2 separate regions of the Mus musculus genome follow, and region 2 is linked to region 1. A link is a contact called in public HiChIP or PLAC-seq data. All regions are on one chromosome and are shown on one strand. Each heading gives the region's core, a stretch centred on a gene start, on an enhancer-like site or on the middle of the called end of the contact. The rest is flanking DNA. Distances are from core to core; before and after follow the strand shown. Region 1 holds the start of Dppa2 (developmental pluripotency associated 2). Region 2 holds the start of Dzip3 (DAZ interacting protein 3, zinc finger).

Region 1 (7,314 bases), core at 3,563-6,062:
TCTCAAAAAAAAAAAAAAAAAAAAAAAAAAACAAAAAACAAACAAGCAAAAAAAGAGATAAGATCACTGGTTCAAGACCAGACAGATAAGAGTGCAATCACTCCTTTGTTTTTGGGAGATTTGTTTTTGTTCCTTTTTATGCCCCAGGTTTTGTTTTGTTTTCGGTCTTACTTTATAGCCCAGGCTGACCTTGGATTTGTTGCCTGCCCTTTTCCTGCCTCAGTCTCCCAAGTACTGGGACTGAAATTTATCACCCACCTAGCTCCTCTTGTTTTGAGGTGACACTCATAATGACCTACTGTGTAGCTGAGGAAGACCTTGAGCTGTAGACACCACTGCCCCCACATTCCCAGTTCTGGGACCCCAGGGTGTGTGTCATGCTTAGCTGTCATACTCAGATTTGAAAGCAACAAAACCCCCCAGAGATGGAAAACTACTGTTGTCTCAGGGGGTTCAGATGGTTCTGAATATGAAATAATCTTACTGGATTACATTTGAATCATAATTCATGTGGGGCCAGAGAGATGAGGGCTGTAATCGCAGCTCGCAGCTATTAGACTGGGAGACTAAGGTAGGAGGATCACGTGATACGGGATTGCCTCAGAAGTTTACCGCTAAGGACAATGGCTCAAGCCTGTAATTGAGGAACGTGGGAGGTAGAAGACCAGCCTAAGACACTTAAGAGACCTTTTCCAGACATCCTGCTATGTGTGTTGGCACACATCTTTAATCTCAGGAGGCAGAGGTAGATGGATCTCTGAGCTCCAGGCACACATTGGGTTCTCCCCAATGTATGCCTGGAACCCTGCCTTCAAGGGAGATTACCTAGAACAATTTCAGTAAGACAGCTCACTCCACAGGGAGAGCCCATCCCCCCACCCCGTCACCACAGCTGTCACTTACACATTCTTGTTTAGAATAGGAGTGTCTCCGAAGTCTCAAATAGACCTCAACTTTCTAAGGAAATTAAGAAAAAAGTAATGTTAAAAGACATGACCAAAGTGTCCATACTTAGTCTATGTAATAGCAAATCCAAATGGGAGGTACTAACCTTGCCATCCGTACTCAAGTTATGATACCGACACCACTCCCGAAGAGTGTTCCGGGACACGTCCCTAATAGGAGGCAGGCTGGGCGGAGGACAGGTGCTTGGTATGGTTCTGGTTGGGTGTTTGATTCCAGCATGCCTCACCAGAGAACGGGCTGAGATAAGGAGGAACAGGGAGAAAGCAGTAGTACTCAGTGATTGCTTTAAGATTTTTCTCACAAACCACTTTGTACATAAAGATAGCTTCTCGGGCTGGGCAGTGGTGGCGCACACCTTTAATCCCAGCACTTGGGAGGCGGAGGCAGGTGGATTTCTGAGTTCTGAGGCCAGCCTGGTCTACAGAGTGAATTCCAGGACAGCCAGGGCTACACAGAGAAACCCTGTCTCAAAAAAAAAGAAAGCTTTTTGTTTTCCTCCAATTATGAAAAAGAAAATGAGGAATTCACTTGACCAAGATCACAGACCCCTTAAAATAGGAGACCTGGGACAGTAAGACATATTTACATAATAAATCCTAATAAGATTCTATCTTATTTTAATCATATGCTTGCTGTGAATCTGCCATATGCATTCTAGACAGCTGAAATATTCCCTCTCCCTTCCCCTCCCTCCCCCTCCCCTCCCCTCTCCTCTCCCCTCCTCCTCTCCTCTCCCCTCCCCTCCTCCTCTTCTCTCCTCTCTCTCTCTGGTTTTTATTGTTTTTGTTTTGTTTTGGAGACAGGATTTCTGTGTAGCCCTGGCTGTCCTGGAACTTGCTTTGTAAACCAAGGTGGTCTCAAACTCAGAGAACTGCCTGCTTCCCAAGAGCTGAGATTAAAGGCGTGTTTAAGAATACTTAGCATGGCCGGGTGGTGGCGGCGCACGCCTTTAATCCCAGCACTCGGGAGGCAGAGGCAGGCGGATTTCTGAGTTCTGAGCCAGCCTGGTCTACAAAGTGAGTTCCAGGACAGCCAGGGCTACACAGAGAAACCCTGTCTCGAAAAAACCAAAAAAAAAAAAAAAAAAAAAAAAAAAAGAATATTTAGCATGTTTGTTTGCTTGTTTTATTGGCTTCAGCAACTACAGGAGCAAATACTTTTGGCTGATCCTGTGTCTAGATTCAGGGGCTATGGCTGTCATTCAGTTGGAGACACGCCCACTACAGGAGGGGACTAGGTTTCATCCCCAGCCTCACAAAAACTTCACATAATGTCAAGAGTGTAATGGCAGCACCTACAGCCTAGGGCCAGCAGTTCACTCCATCCTCAGCTAAATAAAAAGTCTGATAGCAAGCCAGATGTGATGGAACACATCTTTAATCCTAGTACTTTGAAGGCAGAGTCAGGCAGCTTTCTAAGTTCGAGGCCAGCCTGTTCTACAGAGTGAGTTCCAAGCCAGTCAGGACTAAGCAGCAAAACTCAGCCTTGAGGGGGGAAAATTACTCAAAAATGAGCCCAAAAGTCTAGGTTTTGAAGCACTCCCCCACCCCTCACCCAGTTGTTTCTACAGAATCAAAAGAACCCCTTCTAAAATGCACCGCAAATCAGCATTGCTCCAGAACTCTACCTATGTGTCATTTTCTATACATAGCACACCCCAGTCCCCAGCTGCTCTGAGGCTAGCGTGGCATACCTTTCTTTGAAACACTGAGACTTTTTAAGAACTAATAGGCAGGTTTTGTGGTTGGTGTGTTCATTTTGGTCACTTATTTTAAGACCTCCACTGACACTCGATACACAATTGAAGACCTGGGACTTGATTTTCCTGTCTCAGCCTACGAAGTGTTGGGACTACAGGCTTTTGCTACCATGTCCTTTTAGTAAGCAAGATATTTAATATACTCTGCCTCTGCCTCCCAAGTGTTGGGATTAAAGGCACTGAGTCACCAAGTTAACCTTTTCTTAAAGAGAGTGTACCACTCTCAACCTTCCTATATGCTAGGCAAATGTCCAGCCCCCACAGCCCTGTCCTTTAACCTCAATTTTTTTTTTTTGGAAAAAGTCATACTACTGTGGATCAGTGTTTTTGAACTTCTGCCTAGCTGTGGGGTGACAGCTTCCCAGGTACCTTGCCCAATTCCCACCTTAAATAAAGCAGTTCACAGGGCTTAACAACTGAGATGAGTGGAATTTGAAAATCTCAGTGAGGTTTAAGAAGCCTGCCTGATATGGTGGTGTGCACCTTTAACCAGCTGCAGGGAGGTAAAACTGGAGGTGTGTTGGTGGGCGGAGGGAGTGGTCCTTGTATCAAAACTGTATACTTTATCTTGGCTTTCCAGAGTCTTACTGAGAAATCCATCTCAAACCTACACTATTTTCGCCAGGATTCTGACATTGGATGATAGATACCTGGTGGTGTGTGGTCTAAGGTTGAAGAAGAAACATTTGATTGCGTAGCGTAGTCTGTGTTTGGCTCCTCCTCCTCCTTAAAGGGGACCAGCGTTAAAATCACACTTTCTTCATCCAAGTTTTCCTCAGATTGGTTCTGCAAAGAGAAGCAGTGAGGGGTTTCTGCTGAATTCATTTACCATCAGAGTCTTAGTGTTGAAATAAAGAAGATAACCTCAGGAAGCAGGCGGCTGGGAACTACCAAACCACTGTGGAAGGGCTTTCTAAACGCTCAGAAAAGCAAGGCATCAACTAGAGAGTGACACCTCCTGGAGGAAGTTCCTGAAGATTTGGTCCCCTCCCCTTCCTTCTCCTATGGAAATCTCAACACCAATACTTCCAAACTAGAAATAAGGATTTCTTTTTCCATTTGTATAGCGCCTTATCAAAGTTCCCCAGACACAAATCCACTTCTGTTACCATAAAAAACACTGAGCTGGGGGTTAGGGGTGGGGACTAATGACAAAGGCCTTCAATCCCAGCACTTAGGAGGCAGAGGCAGGCAGATCTAGGCCAGCTTAATCTATGGAACAAGTTCCAGGAGAGCCAGTGAAACCCAGTCTCGAAAAACCAAATAACAACCACAAAACAAACAACGGTAACAACAAAAGCCAAAACAAACAAAACAAAAAAACAAGAACAAAAACCAAACGAAACGAACATGGTGAGGCCTAAAAGCAATATTGACAGGCTAGTGGTCCTTACCTGGCCCAGAATCACACAATCCGAGATGGGGAAACCCACCAACTAGGCATTAGAGGTATTGGGAACTGGTTACTTCTCCTTAGGGGGAAAAATGGCTACTTTGTTTTTTAAATGTAAATTATCAAAAATTTCCACTTAATTTCAGCTCACCTTCTCGGTAGATTTTAATCCTAGCTTCAGCCTTCCTAGTCTGAGACGATTTACTCCTTTAGCAAGGAAACAGTTTCATTTTACTCCCAGGAAATACATAGTGTCAAACGTGTGTGTGGGGGTGGGGGTGGGGGGGGGGGAGTGGAGTATCAAGCAGAGAGGGTTCCAAGATTGAGGCCTTAAACCCACGCAGTTCCTCGGAAGCCAGACAGGAGCCCTAGAGTGAAAAAGAACTCCCAAGAGAAAACCAATTCTCTTAGAGAATCAATTCTCTTACCTCGTTGAAAGTCTCCAGGCCGAAGTATGACATTTTCAGGCAGGCTTGGAAGAAGACAAAGGCAGCCGCTGAATGAATGCCGACTTCTTTTATAAGTAAATGACTGCTTCCTGTCTTCCTGTGGCCCAATTAAGCTCTTCCCCCTCCTCCTCTCTCCACCCTCTTCTCTTTGACGTGATTTTATCAGTTCTCTGGGTCTCAGTAGATAATTGATAGCAAAAAGCTGAGTTCTTAAGTAAATCAAAAGCCAGCCACACCTTCTCCTTTAAAAAATAAATAAATAAATAAATAAATAAATAAAATTAGTCTCGAGCTTTGTCCTCCTGGTAAATGTTTATAACCTCAGTGCTCCGGATGCAGAAATAGCAGCAGGAGGGTCATGACCTAGAGTTCTGACTGGAAGACACAGGAGGACCCTCCCTCAGGGTGGCGCATGCTAGTGATCCCAGTGCCGGGGAGGCTGAGCCAGGAAAGATGGAAGCTTAAACCTTCAAATTGGACGTTTTAAATCCAGGGCAAGACATGACAAGAGAGACAAGAGACCTAGAAATAATGAAAAACAAACCTTTCCACTCCTTCTGTGTTACAGAGTGTCTAAAAAAACAAATAAATAAGTAAATAAAATAATAGAAAGAAAGAAAGAAAGAAAGAAAGAAAGAAAGAAAGAAAGGACAGCCTAAAAAAAAAAAAAAAAAAGTAATCTTGCCAGGCCGGGGAAACAGTAGCACACGCCTTTAATCCCAGCATTTGGGAGGCAGAGGCAGGTGGATTTCTGAGTTCGAGGCCAGCCTGGTCGTCAACAGGGTGAGTTTCAGGACAGCCAAGGCTATACAGAGAAATCCTGTCTTGAAAAACCAAAGAAAGAAAAGAAAAAGAAAAAAGAAAAAGTAATCTTTAATTTATTGAGGAATTGTCTGGAAATCTAAATTACCAAGCTGTACCTATCTCCTGAATCACTTCTTTGAGGGTGTGTCCCAGGAATCTGTATTTCCATGATTCCCTCAGGTGTTTCTTGACAGTCTAGTAACACTGGTTCTAGAAGTAGGCCAATAATAGCAAATAACCCTTGCTCCGCCTTTGTGGGAGAGAAATTGAATAATGTCCAGGGAGTTATGGACAAGTAAGGACTCCTCATTCCCACATGGGTCTATATTCCTGCTTTGGATGATTAAGAAAGGGAACCTAGTTGCCTAAGGTTTGTGGTATTTGAGACAAAGCCCAGGTTGTCCTTGAATTTTTTGTTTGTTTTGTTTTTTCGAGACAGGGTTTCTCTTTGTAGTCCTGGCTGTCTTGGAACTCACTCTGTAGACCAGGCTGGCCTTGAACTCAGAAATCCGCCTGCTTCTGACTCCGGAGTGCTGGGACTAAAGGCGTGCGCCACCACGCCCAGCTGTCCTTGAACTGTTGACCATGCTTTTGCCTCAACCTCCCAAGTACAGAGATCACCACCCCTTTCACATGCTAGAGTTCTTTCTGAGTGAGACTTTCTGATGGTCCATTTGTGCATACACACAGGAAAACATCTATATGTAAAATTAAGTTTAAATTGGAATTTAAAAGACAAACAAGCCGGGTATGGTGGCGCACACCTTTAATCCCAGCACTCCGGAGGCAGAGGCAGGCGGATTTCTGAGTTCGAGGTCAGCCTGATCTACAAAGTGAGCTCCAGGACAGCCAGGGCTACACAGAGAAACCCTGTCTCGAAAACAAACAAACAAACAAACCAAAAAAAAAAAAAAAAAAGACAAACAATGGGGCTGGAGAGATGGCTCAGCGGTTAAAAGCACTGACTGCTCTTCAGAAGGTCCTGAGTTCAAATCCCAGCAACCACAATGAGATTTGATGCCCTCTTTGGTGACAGCTACAGTGTACTCAGATACAATAAGTAAATCTTTAGCGAGCGGTGCAGACCAGAGCATCGAGCAACCTTCATTCCCAGCAAACCATATGATGGCTCACAACCATCAGTACAGCTACAGTGTACTCATATGCATAAATAAATAAATTAAAAAAAAAAGACAAACGACTTTTCTCTAAGGTTGGGTGTGGTGGTACACACGTTTAAGCTCGGTGCTTGCAAAACCAAAGTAGACTGTAGCCTGGTCTATCCGTAGAGTTCCAGATCAGCCGAGAATACACAGTGAGACCTGTCTGAGACACACAAAATAAATAGTTTAGCCAGGTGTATAACATTAAAGCTGTATGATCCCCTTCTAGGGCACTACATCAGCACACACAGGGCAGGACAGACAACCAGGGAACATACGAAATGCCTGGGTTAATGTGACTGGGCAGTGGAAATAAAGACAAACACTCAAATTTTCTTTGTCTTCTTGTTTAAAAAATAATAATAAACCAGTGAGGCATGATGTCACCTGTCCTTCGCTTTAGCATTCAGGCAGGAGGCAGAGGCCAGCAGAACCCTGAGTTTGACACTTTTCTGGGCCACCCCACCAAGTTATGTAGCCCAGTCAGGGTTATCCTGTTGGCTACAGCTGAGACCTTGTCTCAAAAACAAACAAAGTCAGACAGTGGTGGCGCATGCCTTTAATCCCAGCACTTGGGAGGCAGAGGTAGGCAGATTTCTGAGTTTGAGGCCAGCCTGGTCTACAAAGTGAGTTCCAGGACAGTCAGGGCTACAGTGAAACCCTGTCTCGAAAAACCAAAAACCGGGATGGAGAGGTGGCTCAGCAGTTAAGAGCACTGACTGCTCTTCCAGAGGTCCTGAGTTCAATTCCCAGCAACCACATGGTGGCTCACAACCATCT
Region 2 (7,314 bases), core at 2,771-5,270, 680 kb before region 1:
ATAATTTGATTGTCTTGTTAAACAATGCAATGATGATCTCTGCTAAAATTTCATTACTAAGCATACCTGACTATTATAACCATATATAAAAATACCCAACACCTCTGCACACACACAGATCAAAGTGAAATGACCAATAGATGATCATTTAAAAATGAAACATAAAAGGAATAGAAAAGCAACAGTAGCTTATCTTTGGCTCTAAGTTAAAGGTAGTCTACACAGAAGGATAATTGTTTGATTGGTAGGTATGTCTTACTGACTGTTCTCCTTAATATTGGCACTATGTTAATGTGGCTTCCGACTTCTAAAATTCAATAGAATGTCATTTCTCCATATGCATTCTTTTCTGTGGAACATGAAAGTCTTTAATATATGGCAGAATCCTTGACCCAATAATTTTAAAACATGATAAGTACACACACACACACACACACACACACGTACCAATCTATCTATCATTCAATTTGTCTGTAGGAACTTTGAGGTATCTGTAATACTAACTCTAAAAGGTTTTACAATAAATCTTTTGAATGTAAATCATTGTTGAAGAAATTTTATAATTCTATCTATTTTTTAAAAATATTTTCATAGTCTTCCAAACTTTGAAAGAAAAAAAACAAAAAAACTATGAACACATTACCCAGTTGAGACAGCAAACTGATAATACTTAAGATCAGTGAAGCACTTATGTTTGGGTCTTCGAGAAGTTCTACAAGGCAGCTCAAGCATTCACTTGGTAATATCTGATGTGATGTAAACAGTCGTGTGAGCTTTTGTCCAGAAACTACCTATAAAAGGGAGGCAAATGGGTTAAGGGCTGGCAATTTTTATTTCAATTCCATTTCAAATAAACCAATTTTCTAAATTGCTACTTAGCCCTTTCTTTCCCAGTTTAGAAAATTCACATCTTTTGTTCATTCTGCCCATATATAGAGTTCTTCCTTCTCTACCTGAATTACCTATATCATCTACGATACTGAAAACAGACTAAAATGTGCACTAGAACCAACTAGATTTATTATTCCGAAGCCTAGTATACTCATTTCATATGTTTTGAAAATTAAATATGAAGCACAATGAACAACTAATGACTGCTTTCACGTTAAATCTAGCAGCTAGGGGATTACACAGAAAGAGTAAAGTTAACAAAGAATGTTTTAAAATGTAGCAAGAATAAATTTTTTAATAATTTTTCCTCTTCAATCCAGTTATTTTAGTGAGGGAGATTATAAATAAACCTGTTATCTAAAGTCAAACAATTTGTTATTTTAGAATTAGATTAACGTATCTCAAATACATACTCTAAAAGGTCACATCTAAGCAGACTGCTTTAGTAACCCTCTAATTATTAGAGTCTAATACCTCCTTCTGTATCTTCCTTTTATTTTTCCACTTTCTTACCAAGCTTTGCTCTTGGAGTTTCAATTTATCTATTCCCTAGTAGAATGGGTTTTAAAATTAATTAGCTTGTAAGATGAAAAAATATGTCCAAAGTAAAAAAAAAATCACACAAACTGTTAACTTATCTTGGAATCAACTTGGTCATCAACTTGGTGATCTGAACATAGTTTCTCTCATCTAGTAATACTTAGCTCTCTAGAAGAGGAAGGCAGTTTCTGCTTTAAACATGACTGGGGCCAAACATGTGACTCAACAATAGTATAGCATCTAGTAATTAGTTAAGATAAGGTAAAAATTAAATTTTTACTGATGGGAACTAGCTCAATGAGGATGCCTAGCACTTAATCTGGCCATGGCACTGACCTAAGAGTGCTTTCCACCTGGGAACTCTTTTCATCCTCATAACCCTGTAAGAAAGGTGCTTCTGACTCAATTTGTGTTTTGAGTAAACTGGGGCATGCATACACTGACGATAAAGAAGCACGACTCAGATTTATACCCCAAGGGGTTGAAGCCACGCTTTTAATAACTAGACTCATGGTCAGTGATGTGAAATGCCATCACATCGAATATCAGACTAGACCAACATGAGCAAAATGACTCCAAGCACAGGTTCTGTGTGGGTTATAAAGTCACACTGCAGTCACACTGCAGTCACACTGTGTGGGGTTATAAAGTCACACTGCAGTCACACTGTGTGGGGTTATAAAGTCACACTGCAGCAGCAGTGCAGACGAATGACTAATCGTGTCTCTCATGATAAATATTTGTGTATCCTCGGAAACTACATCACCCTCAAAAACGGTAAATACTAAGAACTAAGGATGGGCCTGGTTGCGCGATGGCAAAATCAATGCACTGCTAGTACGTAATGCCAAGGTCTTTTTGAAAGGCGTTTTAGCAACATGAAGCATTACTGGATGTGGGCTGGATGGCTCAGCAGCTAGGTGCATGCACTATTCCGCAGACAATCTGAGTTGGAGTAGCAGTACCTCAAGGAGTTCACAGCTGCTATCAAGACCAGCTCCAGGGAACAGAGCCTTGTGCCTTCTGAGGGTCCTGCCCACACATGCGCATACATCACACACAGACAAACATTTAAAAGAATATTAAAATAACAAAAAGAGGAACATAAGCCCTTAAGACCTGATAGTTCTACTGGTAGGTTTATAAAAGAGGGTTGCGTTCAACCATAATAAAAATATATGACTGGAATGCACTTATTCTTAATTCCACACAGTTCTGAAAACAATCCAAATGTATTTTTGGATCCGTGGAACACTTACATAAATATCTACATAAATACTTACACATAAAAAAAGGAGTCCTGTTTATACATACAACCTGAATGAATTGCCCTGATTATCTTCGGTGAATGAAGCCACTCAATATTCAACAAAGAAAACAAAACAGACATAGAAAATAGGCACTTGTGATATCTATTCCAGTTGTCAACTAAGGCTACATCTGGAATGAACTAAATCCAGAAATGGAGGGCACATCTGCCCAGATCTTGAGGCTGGAAGACACAGGCTTCAGACATGGGGCGATGTGCTTTTGATCCAGATCTCGAGGCATAGTGGCCATGAAAAGCGTAGGCCCAGGCAAGGTAGTACATACCTTTAATCCCAGGGGAATGAGACAAGTCTCCTGAGTTCAAGGCCAGCTGGGATTGCAAGTTCCAAATCCAGGTGTGGTGATTCATACCTTTAATCTGGGCTCTACCTCCTACTGGAGGACTACATAAGGACAATGGAAGAGGGAATTCTCACTCTTCTTTGCCTGCTTACACTGACTTTCCAGTTGGAACCTACTTCTTCAGGATTCCCGCTTACACAGATGACCAGCGAAAACAACTAGTGTTGAGGGAGTGAGCAACTACTAGATTCCTGGACTTCCCAGTCACAGCTAGCTTCCCCACTTGTTGGGTTAGTAGGAGCGAAACTTTAAGTCCTTACAATAAATCCACTTAATATAAAGGGATACTCCATAAGTTCTGTGACTCTAGAGAACCCTGACTAATACAGCACCTTAAAAAAAGATCCGGAACACACACACACACACACACACACACACACAGTGCGCTCGCATACACCCCAAAGCCTCCTGGTTTGGGTCCGTACACACACACACACACACACACACACACACACACACACACACTGCGCTCGCATACACCCCAAAGCCTCCTGGTTTGGGTCCGTACACAATCCCCTCCTGGCACCCACTCGTTGCGCACACCCAGTCGCTGTCGCCAGTGCAAGGACAGCGAAGCAGCTGCAGGTCTGCCCAGGGCGAGACCTCCATCTTCCGGCCCCACAAGAAAACAGGAGGGGACCGAAGGAGGGGACACCCACTCGCACCCCGAACCTCCTTACCTCCAAGTGCCTCAGCAGCTGAGTGGCGTTCGCCTCCGACTTAACGGCCTTGTACTGACTGATGCTCAGGAGCAGGGACTTCAAGCAGGCGGTGGAATCCATGCCGACGAGCCGGCCTGTCAGCGACCACCGACACCAGCCACCCTCTGTCTTCAGCGGTCGCCGCGCATTTTTTGATTTTTTTTAAGCCCCACCCCTCTTGCGCCTGGCAGCTTCCTGTTCCGGTCGGACTCCGGAAGTCTGGGAGCAGCGGGTGGGACTGCAGTCGGTGATTGGCAGGGTGGGCCTGGGTTCCAGGCGCTGGGGTTGCGGGAAGGTGGCAGGGAGCCATCCCCTCCCACCCCCGCCGCAGTCCCCCTTTGGCGGAGAGGCCGCGAGGTTTCGGCTGGAGGTCCGCGAACACGCGGGAATCTCGCGAGACGAGCTCGTGCGGGCTCATTCTGTGGAGGGCTTCTGGGGCGAACGGGGGTCTCCGTGCCGCGCGGGCTCGGTCCCCGGGCCTTCCTCGGCCTGGGCGCGGCGGGCTCGGCTTTCCGTGCGTGCCTCAGCCTCTGCCCGAGACACGGCCGCTCCCCCCTAGTCTAGACACGGTGAGGAACTCGGAGCCGCCGAAGCTGGGGGTGGGGGCGTAGGTTTGGAGGCGGCGGGAGAGGGGCCTCAGGTTCTGCGGCCCTGGTCCCTGGTGGCCGCAGGCGACTCGCGCAGGCTAAGACCTGTGGCGGTCGGGGTTCCGTGATGAGGCAGCCGGAACTTTACGGTAGGATTTGTCAGAACCCCCCATAGAGAGAGAGCATCCCGGAGTCGCTCCCGGACGCGTTCTTGTCAGCTTTGATGTCTGTAGGCTGAGGGGCCTGTTCTTGTCTGGCGTGATTATTTTGCACATTTCTGTGGCGTCAAAAAAAAAAAAAAAAAAAAAAAAAAAGAAAGAAAGGCACCGTTGAGAATTTTATTATTATTATTATTTTAATCGGAGGTAATGATGTGCACGGATCTAATAACGAAGTGAGTCAGCAACTGGTTCAGGAGCTTAAGCTAGGTTGTGGGATCGAGTAAATGCCCATTTGACTAAGTTCTTCTGAAATTGTGGGAATTCAGGGAACGTTCCTTTTTGTTTTTTGTTTTTTTCTCGTTTGTATTGGTACCTTTTAAAGACGTCATTTATGTTCATATTAAAAGAAAATAAAAGTAAAGCTAACTGATGGCTGGAAAAAGATTGTGCCGTTGAGATAGTCACATGAGAGTTTGTAGCTAGTGCATTCATTCATGCATTCATTCATTCCATTTTAAACAAACATGTATAACGGGGCTAGGGATTGACTGTCACTCAGAACAAAGATGAGGACGTGGTGCCTGCGGAGAAGCAACCATCTAATAATAGTCCAAATAGGAAAGTACTGTTGGAATTCACTACATAAACGAGGAATGCGTCATCACTAAAACGAAGAGCAGCCAGTTTGCTGACAAGTATTTTTGCACCTTTCTCTTTGTGTCTCTGCATTTTACTGCTTTAGGCTTTTCATGAAGTGAAACCTAAGAGTAGACTATTTTACACGATAGTTTATTCAGTAAATTCTTATTGAGCTTCAGAAATAGTAGCCTTTATTACAAAGCCAAAGTGCTAGAAAGAAAAAAAAAAATGATCTCTTCCATTGACATAACAGGCATATCCCCAAAATGATGCTTTGATCACTGATGCGTGTGTGATGCTGATCCAGTTAGATCATACTAAACTGAAAGCTGAATGAATGATCTCTTCCTGTGACCTAGTGACATCTTACTTGCCACAGTGTCATAACTACACAGCAGCAGCATATGAAAGTATAGCACATACTGTTATGGATGGCACAAATAAACTACTAATGATTCATTTGTTTACTGATCCATACTTTTATCATTACCACTTGTATTCATAGTCAAAACACAAGCTTAATAGTATATGCCATGTAAAACCAGAAGTATCTTCATACAGCTGTTGTTTACCAAATCTCTTATCATATTTAGGCCATGCCTTATAAATGTGTATTGGTGGTCTTTTACCATGTTTGTGCAACAGTGAAATAACTCAGTGACACATATCTAGAATACCTATTAATTAATACCTATTAATAAGAGGTACATGACTATTCTGTTTCCTTTACCAACCATCAAGTTCTAAAATTTAGCTATCGTTATTGGTCAGTCCATAAAATTGTTATTGGTCAATCCATAAAATTCACCTTTCACTTTTGAAATGTACTTAAGACTTTTCTTTCCATTTTACAGAATTCATAACTGTGTTAAAAGTAGAGGTCTTGATAATTTGAATAGTTTCCCTCTGTCTTGCCTTGACCTTTTGTTTCACACAATTAATACACATTTTTAATTCAGTTCCTAGATAAAGACATGAGATGTCAGAGTATAATAATCATTTTTAATAACTGTTTGAAGGCCTGCTTCTTTGAATAGTGTAAGGTCCTTTGCATGGCTCATAAAAATTTCTTGTTTAAAGCCAGGCTTGGTGGCGCACGCCTTTAATCCCAGCACTCGGGAGGCAGAGGCAGGCGAATTTCTGAGTTCGAGGCCAGCCTGGTCAGGAGCTACAGAGTGAGTCCAGGATAGCCAGGGCTACACAGAGAAACCCTGTCTCGAAAAAAAAAAAATTCTTGTTTAATTTATGTAATAAGTAGATTCTTGTTTTGTGAACAAGCAAGAAGCTTTTTCTAAGCAAGCAGTGGATATGTCTAAATTAAAATTTTAGTTTTTTTCTTATTCATTTTATATAAGCATAATACCTATATATAACTAACAAGTTAATTGATTTTTATATTTTCAGTGTGTTCTCAAACTTTTAATTCTTTAGAGATGTGTGATCAAATAAAATTTATATTTTTTAAAAACTGGTTAACTTTAAGAGATCATTCAGATAGGCTTGAATTATTCATTCCAGTACCACAGGTAATATCTGGCACTAATTGTTCTGATTTACTTCATTGATTAGAAAAATGCCTAGCAAAGGTGAATATGACTAGTTCACTATGAAATATTACATATAATTAATTATATTTGCATACTATTTGCTGGCCAATATTAGGCTCATATGGTTTTGTTTCTGATTGTGTCTGAGCAGACCTATTTGAACTCAATTTGCATACTTATATAAAGTCAAGTATGTCTAGAAGTCATGGAAAATAGTGGAAAGAATATGCATTTTGCATGATTTTCTGCACTCAGTAATTTATTAGTAATGAGTAATTCTGTCTTAGTTTTGCAGCTTTCATAATGCATTACAATAATATCCTTCATAGCTTTGTGCAGGGGATGCGTACTCAGTGTACATATTACATAGTCCATAGTTTCGTGCACAGGAGCTGAAGAAATCTTACAGCGAAACCACATAATATAGTTTAATATGAAAGGACATTTTCATATCCAAAAGCTTAATCTGTCTTCTCTCCTAAAAAAATTAACCCTTTTTTAGGATAGTAATATGCCAATTTTCTTACATGGTAGAACAAGTTGAAGATAGATAGAGAGTAGGTTTTGTCACAGTTAA

Evidence for each region. HiChIP or PLAC-seq counts read pairs in DNA pulled down with a chosen protein or histone mark.
Region 2: a contact with region 1 is called in an H3K27ac HiChIP or PLAC-seq map of embryonic stem cells, with 3 times the contacts expected there. The contact joins the promoter of Dzip3 here to the promoter of Dppa2 in region 1. A contact is called at or near these places in 2 of 39 promoter capture datasets (embryonic stem cells and neutrophils), 2 of 484 Hi-C or Micro-C datasets (both in embryonic stem cells) and 5 of 115 datasets of contacts at active chromatin or transcription factors (embryonic stem cells and stem cell-derived neural progenitor cells).

Annotation. Positions count from the first base shown.
Region 1 is chr16:48,307,772-48,315,085 of GRCm38.p6, reverse strand. Dppa2 (developmental pluripotency associated 2) reads right to left here and starts at 4,812. Exons shown (of 7, transcript NM_028615.1): 1 at 4,547-4,812; 2 at 3,376-3,511; 3 at 1,052-1,203; 4 at 904-957. The coding sequence starts at 4,579.
Region 2 is chr16:48,990,848-48,998,161 of GRCm38.p6, reverse strand. It overlaps Dzip3 (DAZ interacting protein 3, zinc finger), which reads left to right and starts at 4,020. Exons shown (of 32, transcript NM_001110017.2): 1 at 4,020-4,372. It overlaps Cip2a (cell proliferation regulating inhibitor of protein phosphatase 2A), which reads right to left and starts at 3,974. Exons shown (of 21, transcript NM_172616.2): 1 at 3,783-3,974; 2 at 644-791. The coding sequence starts at 3,884.